Linked DNA regions of Mus musculus: region 1 is linked to region 2. The links are chromatin contacts, called in public promoter capture Hi-C maps. All regions are on one chromosome and are shown on one strand. The core of a region is the stretch at or near the end of the contact, and the rest is flanking DNA. Distances in the headings are between cores, read along the strand shown. Region 1 overlaps Inpp5a (inositol polyphosphate-5-phosphatase A). Region 2 overlaps Lrrc27 (leucine rich repeat containing 27).

Region 1 (4,585 bases), core at 813-3,312, 270 kb after region 2:
CTTGTGAGTGTCTACTAGATACAGATATGTCTTTTGGGGTACCAGGCAGACTTCAAGGTGCCTCTGCAAATGTTGAGGACCCCCATATTTGCCTCTCTGAATAGCATCAGATCTTGGTATGTTCCCATGCATGTCAGGGGACCCTAATGTACCTTAGGAGTGTTAGACAGGCCAAAATGTGCCTCCGTGGTCACTAGGATACTCAGCTGTGGACCTGTACATAGGACTCCTTGTCAGCCAGGCAAAGCAGTTGCCTATGTTCCCCATGTGCTGTCTACTTTCTGATAAAGGAGTTTGGGGCAGAGAGCCGTAGTAACATGGTACACATGCCAGAGCTTTCCTCTGCTTAGCCACAAGTGTCTATGAGTGCCCATCGGCCATGCCTATCCCCACCTCTCCGTTGTCACTCATATTTAGACCCAAGGTAGTCAGGAAGAAGAGGTTGGGATATCTGCTTATGGATGTAGGACAGGGAGGGAATGTCACAGCATTCTGGGAAGGCTCAGTACTGGAAGGAGGGATGGGGCCACCAGCTTGGTGAACCTATTCGATTGAACCTTGGTGAATACTTTGATTGAATCTATGGCCGTTCACAAGGGTGATATAACTCCAACCAGCCATGTTGCCTACTTGCCATGGTCTTAAGGAAAGAACACTTACTCTGTCCTGGTTTAGAGAACATTGACTGAGGAGGAAGAGGTGGCAATGGCTGCCTGGCATGCAGGATGTTGGTATATGTCCTCAACACTTCCCCAACATCATTCCAGTGTTACTCTCCCCCAGGTTCGGTACTGTGGAGACACGACCAATCCACCAATACCAGGTTTGGAATAGGAGATGACCAGAGCCCAAGTCATCTTTGCATACCCATGGTTGCTCCCCTGAGATAATGTAGTGACTGCTCGGTAGCACTCGCCTCCTGAATGCCAGATCCCCATGACTAGATGAGAATGTTGCATTCTCTTGTGGGCTGCTTTTTGCTGGGCAAGTGGTGCTCAACTCACCTCTGGCAGTAGTCGGACAAAAGTCTCAGAGGGAGGTGCATGTGCCCTGTGCCATAGGGAGGCTCATCAAATGACCACATGGAGGAACTCTGGAACACCACCACCCATACCCTTAGAGGACAGAGCCATGGGTTTGCTTCTCAGCAACCAAAGTCTGCCAGGCTCAGCCAAGATCTTGGACCCGCTTACCTGACCTAAGGATGAGGTATAGCCAGTTTGTCAGCCCTCGAAAACCAGGGTGTGCTCCTGTGTGTTCAGCCTGCTGCTGGCCCAAGACACAAGGATGGCTACCCTCGCTTCTGCCCCTCAGGACCTGTGTTCTGGGCTGTTGAATATAGAGGGTGTGGTTGAGACGTTGGCCCAGACTCTGGGAATGCATTAGGATGAGGAGCTGCGAAAGAAGCATCTTACAAAGAAGGACATAGATGTATCAGTGTGGAGTGTTGTTTCCTCAGCTCACCTTGCTAATGTACCTTCCCCCGACCCCCACACAAGGGTCTTTCTGTGCCAGATAGTTCAGTAAGGGTTGTGTGGAGCACAGCTGAGGCCCCAACATTTGTCTGTAGGCAGCTGCATCTGTCAGTCCTACTGGCCAGTCACCCTACCAGAGCTAGCTGGGTTCCTATGGTATCATTTTGTGTGCTTTGCTGGGTTCAGTAACTGACATCCCAGGTTGACATCACTGTGCAAGCTCTAGTACGAGCTAGGCAGTTGCCAAGGAGCCCTTAGTGGCCAGCACTGTCTTAGCTGGGTCCTTGCAGCTACTGAGCACGAGCCGTTCCTTAGCCCAAGTAGAGCCAAGGGAATTTAGTAACCCACGCAGAGCACAGCGCAGCGGAAGCCTGTGCTTTCAATTGGGCTCCAGAGCCAACAACATATAACATGTACCATGTTACATACTACATGGAAGGGAACAGACACTTAAGCCAACACACGAGGACATATAGGAAGCACCTGGCATTCAGGGAGCAAATATTGCATCAGGCAGCACAGGAAGGGGCTCCCATCACTGGCACATAGACTATCTGACCATGATTGACAGGGAGAAAGGAAGTCAGAGTTTTGCTATGCTTAGAGCATCAAAGAAGGAAGTAGAGTGTGACTAGGTAGTTGGTGGGGACAGCTGTAAGATTTGGGGGACAATGGGAGGACATTCATCTGTGGACAGGCTGGTTGTTACTAATTTAAAGACCTATCTGATCTAGCCTTAAATTCATATTAAAGTGAATTTATAGAGCAGTCTAGCAATAGTGACTGAACCCAGTTTGTTGTTATTTTTCTTGAATTCAGTCTTTTGCCTTTCACAAAAGAGATGCAAGGTCAGACCTAGGTGGGTAGAGACCAGGGGGAACTCCAGTGTCCTCATGGGATGTGGCAACCAGATGGAGTGTGGCCAGTCCTATAAATGAAGCTGTTTTAGTCCTTTTCCACATGGCCTCTGCTCCTCCATCCAGCTTACTCCATGCCCCTATGGACACACTTTTACCTTTCAGGCTGTGGTTTGAGAATCCAACCCAGAGACAAACACAATCTGTTTGAGGTATAGGATCAACTTCTTTAATGGAGTGTGTTGGAATAATGAGAGCGAGGTTCCTTCAGTGAGCCACCAGGGTGCAGTACTCTCACAAGCGACCAGGACTGGGCTTGTTAACATGGAAGTACTTTGTTTAGGTCTTTGACATCTTGTCCTGTGTCCAATGGCTTGCAAGCTATCAACTTGTAAATGATTCTCTTGCAAGCTGAAATTTAGATAACATTACCCTTTATAATAGCACCAAAGTATGAACTATTCAGAACTGTCTTAGGTCAGTGCTCTCTAAGACCTGCATCCTGAGAGCCATCACATGCAGCTTATACCAATTAGTGAGACCTGAGTATGTGGAGCTGTCCCAGGCTCGGGGAATGCTTAGTGGTATTGACGTGTCTGTTCTACCAAGATTGGCATGATGCTCCGGTGTGATTCTAATCAATGTTGGAGCAGAGGTTTTGTAGAAATCAGAAATCTGCATTTATGTTTTATATGGAAGTATAAAGGACCTACAGTGGCCTCAACAACATTGACAAAGGACAGTTGAGGGCTCATCTTGCCTGATCAAGACTTCCTATAAATCTGCAGTGGGCAAACCGATGGAGTGTAGGTATAAACCCGGAAAAACAGGCAGAGGGCTGGAAAGGACTCTGCAAATCCACTGGGTCAGGCTGGCCTCAGGCTTCTGAGGGCTGGGATTACAGGGACATACCACCTTTGATTTTGACGGAGGTGTCCAGGCTGTTGAGCCATAAGGGTATGCTCTGCATAAGGGAACAGTGGCCCTTAGCTGACCATTTGCTATGAATAAAGTCCAACTTTCACCAGAGACTATGGAAATTCATTTCTATGTGCTTACAAACCTGAGGGAGAAGTGATCGAAGCAAGTATTGGAAGGCAGTAATCCTCAAATGAAACCTTTGTTTTGATGCAAAAGTAAAGACAGCTCACAGCCTATGAGACAACTTTTGCAAAACCTCCGACTGGGAATTTTACCTGAAGTTCCTCGTGTAAATAACTGTTTCTGATCAATAGAAGTGGGGCTGTGGACCTGACCTCTGACACGGGCGGGGAATCTGAGCAGACTTGTCAGTAAGACACAGGTGTAGCAGGTGAGAGTAGAAGGTGCTCACCTGCTGCCCACAAGGCAGTGTCTTGTCCCTGAGTGTCCCTTCAAACCAATACCGTGGCTTCCAGTACCAAGTGCCTTCCCTGCAGTGTGCTGACAGTGTCCGGTTTACAATGATGAAACCTCCTCCCATCTGGACTCTGGGCTGCTTCTGGGGCCAGGCTCCAACTACAGGTGGACCCATAGGTCACAGAAGGTGCAAAGCCTAAAATGGAGCCTTGGGCTTCACACTTGCTCCTGTGTCTGGTACTAGAGGACTGCTTCTCAACTTCCCCAATGCTGTGACCCTTTAAGACAGTTCTTCACATCTTAGTGACCCCAACTAGAAAATTAGTTGTGTTGTTATTTCCTAACTGTAATGTTGCTCCTGTTGTGAATCATAATGTAAACATCTGTTTTCCAGTGATCTTAGGCGGTCCCTGTGGAAGAGTCATTTGACTCTCCTCCTGGAAAGGAGTCTGCAGCCACAGCTTGAGAACTGTTGTACCTCATTGTCTTCTAAGGGAGAGCACATGGGCTGAGGACCCGGGGGGGGGGGGGGGGAGCCTCATCTGAGGTCAGCGAGGAGCATGGGCCCTGCTGACCTCCAGCCACAGCCATGTGGCACCACCCATCTGCTCCAGCTTGTGACACCTGATTCCGTGACCCTGCTTGTGTCATCCCCCCCCCCACCCACCAGGTGTCCTCCACTTCCAAAACGATGGACAACATGCAGTAAGGCAGACTCTACGGTCACTGTACCCAAAGCCTGCAGGGGCCTGTGTTTGCAATCATCTGCCCTGGCCATCCCTCCTAATCCCATAGGTCACTTGCTGGTGGTGGCTGTGTCAGTCTAGGGCCCTGGTTTCTGTGGGCAGGAGGACAGTGGGAATGGGGCTGTCGTGGACACAAGGGCAGTATGGGGTGGGGTGATGCAGGCTTCAT
Region 2 (5,246 bases), core at 1,741-4,240:
TGTTACCAGACTAAGCTTTGCATAATAAATAGAGCACAGCCTAACAAAACCTCTGCATGCGGCAGCATGTGGCCTAGCTTTCCATGGGGCCAGTCCCCTCTTGAGTCTGAGCTGCTTTGTTTCAGTGCCCTCCTTGGGACTGAATGTCAGTTCCTGAGTGGATGTGTGGGGCCATCACTCCCTCTGCTGCAAATGAGGCCATGCTTGTCTCCTTCACACCTTGATATGTCTTAGTCTCCACTCACTCTTATCTTCGTCTATCTGAGGTTGCTTTGCTTTCTTCTTCTTTCAGCTTTGTTGAGTTGGAAATTTGGGGTTTGACTTCAGTCCCTCTTCTCTAACGGACATTTGAACTGCCCTTTATCCTAAAGCCTGCCTTGATTTGTGGTGTCCAGCTTGTCACTCAGTACAACAGTGTTTTCTGGCATGATTCACCTGTGGGCGAGGTTTAAGTTTTTTTCTTCTCTGCTGTGACCAAATACCTGACAAGAACAGGGTTGAAGGCAGAAGGAATTGTTTGGGCTCATGGTAAAGAAGGCACGGCAGAGTTCACTGTGAGTGGACTGTGCAGCTGGGTTGAGTCAGAAAGCAGAGAGCAGGGAATGCTGCCGCTCATTGTCTGCTTCTCAGTCAAGGGCCCTGTTCCATGGGATGGCGCCTCCCAGGCTCAGGACAGGTCCCCTCCCCTCAGTTAAACCTCTCTGGAGACACCTTATAGGCACACCAGTGGTGTCTCCTGGGTGATTCCACACCAGCCCAGTTAATTACAAAGATTAGCAGAGCTTGCTCCTTGGCTTATACAAAACTAGAGATTCTCCAGCTAGTTTCCTGTGGTGAGTGGTGCTCTGCTATTAAAAAGGCAGAGAGACTCGGGCCAGATTAAAAGCACAGAAGCCAACTGTATGCAACCCAATCGCAGTCACTAAAATGCAGGAGGCATGAGCAGCTGGAAGGGAAGGGACGCAGCAAGCACGAGGACAGGAGTGACTTCATGTCATTGTGTCACTGAAGCACTGTGCATTTAAAAAAGATGGACAGCTATCTTTGGGAGAAGATCTTCCCTTGGTCCTCTTGACATTATCAGTTGGCCATGAAGCTTGCCTAGAAGTGGGAATGTGGGGGAAGGTGGCCAAATGGATGAACATGGGAGGAAGGAAAGACCGCGATGTGGTCTGTCATTCACATGAGCAAATACAGATGCAACGGTTGGTTTTCACCTGGCCTTGAGACGGGGGTGGGGAGTGGATCCCAGAGACGTTCTTAGACATTGTTGATCCAACCAGGTTTGGTGACTCGTGCTTGTAATCCCAGCACTTGGGACCTGAGACAGGAGGTTTGCTGTGAGTCTGAGAAGAGCCTTGGTTACACAGTGAATTCTAGGCCAGTCTGGGCAATAGTAGAGTGAGCCCCTGTATCCACAGAAACAGAAGAATAAACAACTGTCAATTCTCATTACCCATTTCCCCATCTTTTTCTCATCCTCTTCTTCATCCTCTTCCTTCTTCTGAGCCAGTCTTTTGTAGCCCAAGCTGGCTCAGGAACTCCCCATATCGCTGAAGATAACGTTGAACTCAGGAGTTCCCTGACTCCACCTGCCTTCCTCTCCCTCCTGAGTCCCTCTCCAAGAAGTGGGCAGAGGACTGAAATTTCCCCTCCACTCCAGGGCAGGTCACTACACTGACAGCACTGAACCTGAGACACTGCCCTCTGGAATTTCCTCCTCGCCTGATTGTGCAGAAAGGCTTGGTAGCCATCCTCACCTTCCTACGCATCTGCTCAGTGGAGAAGGCCTTCCCTGGAGATGAGTTGCTTCCAGGTTTGTAGAGAATTTTCTGTCACTAGATGAGACCTAGGAGTGTGTGTGGCTTCCCCAGCTTCTGTAGGGCTCGCATGGCAAAGACTAGCCCATACACTGGCCCAAACACCATGCCTTGCCCTGGCTCAGATCCACTCTGAGCAGTACACGCCTGTTTGGGTAGGCGAGGTAAGAGTCCATGGGATAAGGCAAGTGGAGCAGTCTTTACCTCCAAGCCAAGCAAGCAGCTGCTCTGAGAGGGCCTTGTGCTCCTCCAGACAGCATTTTAAAAAGCTCCATGAAACATACCCTGTCCCTGCCTAGATACTAAGAGCTGGCTTAATAAGCAGGTTGTACCCTTGTGGGAGATACATGCACTGCCCCATGCTGTCAACATATTGAGCAGTCAGAGAGAAGGAAGGGGAAGGGAATGGTGCACCAGTCTTTGCCTTGGTCATCCACCATGAGTGTCTTGAAGTGTTTTGAAGCAATCACGTTCATAAAGGGCCTTAGCTGGTGTCAGGCCCTAGCTCTGAGTCAGGGATCCCAGGGCCTGTGGGTGGATTCAGAGGTGACCCAGAAACATTAGAGGGAGTGGCAGCAGGGAAGGTGAGAAGCTGTGCCTTAGCAAGGCCCTGGGACTCTTGTGTGCAGTCCAGGCCTCAAGGGTTCCTGTGCCTACACAGGACCTTAGCTGAGGGCTCCTCCTTGGGTGGCACCTAATTCCAGTGCCTTAGACTGCCTATGTGAAGGCACATAATTTAGGGGAAAGCTGAACTCTGAGAGGTTGTAATGGCAGCCTAAGTTCCTAAAGGACAGCTTGACAAGGACAGGATAAGAGAGGAAAGGCAGAATAGAAGGCACCGCATGCCTGGCAGGAGCAGGGGGCAGGGGGCAGGGGGCAGGGGGCAGGAGCAACCAGAATCCAGAGAGACAGGGGTGAGAGTCTGGAAGCAGCAGCTACTGTACTAGGGGCTCTGGAGCAGGTCTGAGGCAACACCTGGGGCAAATGGTGCAGAATCCTTGAGGGCATGCATGTCAGACCCCAGTGAAAAAGCATTCTGTTCATTCAGAAGTGAAAATACACGAAAGAGAAAAAGGAAAAGCTCTCCTCGAGGCCGGAGGAGACTAACGGCACAGGAAGTTGAATACACCACACTTACAGGAAGACACTGGGTCTGGCGCCAGGAAATGGTGCAAGAAGTGTCACCGGGACAGCTGTGGGGGTTCAGGTCCGCATGACTTGACAGATGACAGAAGTCAGTGTGACACTCTGGCTCTGGGGTAAGGTTTGGGACTGGAAGTCACTCCTGTTCTGACATGTTTTATGTAAGTGCAAGGAGAGGATCAATAGTCAAAGAGTGGCCAAGGTGTTTGCCACCTAAGACCAGAAGATGCTAGACGGTAGAGCTCACTCTGCTTAGCTCCTGTCCAGTCCTGCGCATCCTGGCTCATGGTGCCTGAGGGCAAGTCTGCAGCCTGTGTCCCCTCTGGGCTGGTGCTACACTACCTTGGCAGTCTTTGGACTTGTTTTTCCTCAGAGCTAAAAGTCAGCAAAGCATCGCCAAAGAACAACAAGCACATGGGCTAGCTTTTAATTGAAATAAAGATTTAAGATATCTTGGGGGAGGGGAGCAGAAATGCCCATAATGGCGGCGAGGATGCCTCCTGCACATGGACCAAAAGATGCAGTAGGTGGAGGAGGTGCAAGAAGCTCAGGGCCTTTGACAGAGTGTGTCCATCCCCCACGAAGTAGCTGCTGTGGGTCTGTGGCAGCCTGTGGGATCCAGCAAGTCCAGACCTGAGTGGACTCTCACTTCCCAGACATCTGAGCAAAGAAACAAAGGCCTTGGACCTGGCCACTAGCTGATCCTTAGAGTGGCATTGATTTACTGGCCACTGCTGTAGGTAGAGTCTCGTGTTGGAGTGACAAAACACCCTATTTTGGTAACTTATAGAAGAAAGGCTCATGCTGGCTCAGGATTTGAGGAGAGATAGTCCCTCTGGGGAAGTCATGGCAGCAGGCACTTGAAACAGCTGGTTACAATGTGTCTGCAGCTGGGAGGCAGAAAGAGATGAACTCTGGTGCTCAGCTATCTGGGCCCCCAGCTCATAACATGGTGCCACCCACATTGAGGGTGGGTCTTCCCTCCTCAGTTAAGCCTATCTGAAAACACCCTCACAGACCCAGAGATGTATCTCTGAGGTAATTCTAAATCCAGACAAGTTGATAGTGAAGATTGACTCCACAAACACTGAAATGTCTTTTTATTCCACCAGAAGTCTCAGCACCTAAGATGGGCAGCAATGACCTTCAGTATCCCGTGCTCCCTCTGCCCCGTAAAGGCTCACCTAGTGAGAACAGCCTTAATGACCCAGACCAGGAGAAGGAGAAGGCTGACTTCTTCCCACCTATGGAAAGGCTAGACCTGAGTGAGCTCCGCAAATCCAACGCCGCCTCCGAGATATGGCCCAGTAAGGAGGAGATCAGACGCTTCTGGAAGCTGAGGCAGGAGATTGTGGAGAATGAGCAGGTGGAGATTCAAGAGAAGAAGCTCTTGGCTGTTGAGCTGCCGCCAAATCTCAAGGCAGCGCTAAACGTCAAGGAGAAAAAGCACAGGAAGCCATGGCCCGCAGTCAGGTAAGGCTCTGCTGAGGCAGACTGCCTGACCCACGGAGCTGTAAAGTTATTTCATGACTCTCTGAAGCACAGCATCCTAATGTGCTTGTCTGTTCTAAATCCATTGTTTAGGGTATATCGGACCAAGCCATAGTATAGGAGCAGAGCAGACAGACCAGTGTCACTGAACACACTTGGCAGAATAGGACACGCAGCTCATGGGCGGTGTGTGACGCCCATTCATGCAGCTGATGTGTATGGGAACTGTGTGGTGCTGTGTGTAGAGAGGATGAGAACGTGTTCAGACCAGCTCACACATCCTCCAGAGATATGTCATTGTATCTCGGGGAACATTAATGGGCTCCTGAGGGTGACAGACTCTTAGAACTGACAGTAACCAGTGGCTTAAGACTCGATCTGGACATATCTACAGAAGCTGTGGAGTCTGAGCATGACTGCTCTTTAACTATGCTTCGTGGAGAGCAGCTAGCTCTTTAACTATGCTGTGATTCTGGACATTGTAAATGTTATTGTGAAGGAGTTTATATGCACATGTATGGGTATATTTGCCTCTGTGTGCACATCTGGAGGCTAGAGATGGCTTCATATGTCTTATTCTGCACCTTGATCTTTGAGTCAGCCTCTCTCACTGCACATTGCTATTTCTGTTAGTCTGTCTGGTCAACAAGCCCCTAGGATCTGTCTGTCTTTGCCCCCTCCCCACAGTGCTGGGGTGGCAGGTGCATGCCCCTGCTGTTGCTTTCTACACGCGTGCCTGGGGGACAGACTCAGGTCTTCACACCTGTGCAGCAGACATTTCACCCACGGAAC

The links. Capture Hi-C pulls out chosen DNA fragments and counts their contacts.
Region 1: a contact with region 2 is called in a promoter capture Hi-C map of liver. The contact joins two enhancer-like sites. A contact is called at or near these places in 11 of 39 promoter capture datasets (the HPC-7 cell line, cranial neural crest, embryonic stem cells and 7 more), 1 of 15 datasets of contacts at CTCF or cohesin (the NIH/3T3 cell line), 12 of 484 Hi-C or Micro-C datasets (B cells, the BV-2 cell line, adipose-derived mesenchymal stem cells and 8 more), 13 of 115 datasets of contacts at active chromatin or transcription factors (T-cell acute lymphoblastic leukemia, bone marrow-derived macrophages, embryonic basal ganglia and 10 more) and 4 of 9 other capture datasets (adipose tissue, embryonic stem cells, liver and 1 more).

What each region holds. Positions count from the first base shown.
Region 1 is chr7:139,490,534-139,495,118 of GRCm38.p6, forward strand. The region is part of intron 4 of Inpp5a (inositol polyphosphate-5-phosphatase A); the gene reads left to right. Among named protein-coding and RNA genes, the nearest start is that of Gm33031, 90 kb to the right of the region's middle. Within about 2 kb of position 2,063, at least 7 of the 459 cell types and tissues checked have an H3K27ac peak or open chromatin away from gene starts, as enhancers often do. A contact at or near this core is called in the HPC-7 cell line, where this site is marked.
Region 2 is chr7:139,221,926-139,227,171 of GRCm38.p6, forward strand. It overlaps Lrrc27 (leucine rich repeat containing 27), which reads left to right. Exons shown (of 11, transcript NM_027164.1): 5 at 1,664-1,816; 6 at 4,076-4,436. Among named protein-coding and RNA genes, the nearest start is that of Gm32315, 11 kb to the right of the region's middle. Within about 2 kb of position 2,991, at least 91 of the 459 cell types and tissues checked have an H3K27ac peak or open chromatin away from gene starts, as enhancers often do. A contact at or near this core is called in the HPC-7 cell line, where this site is marked.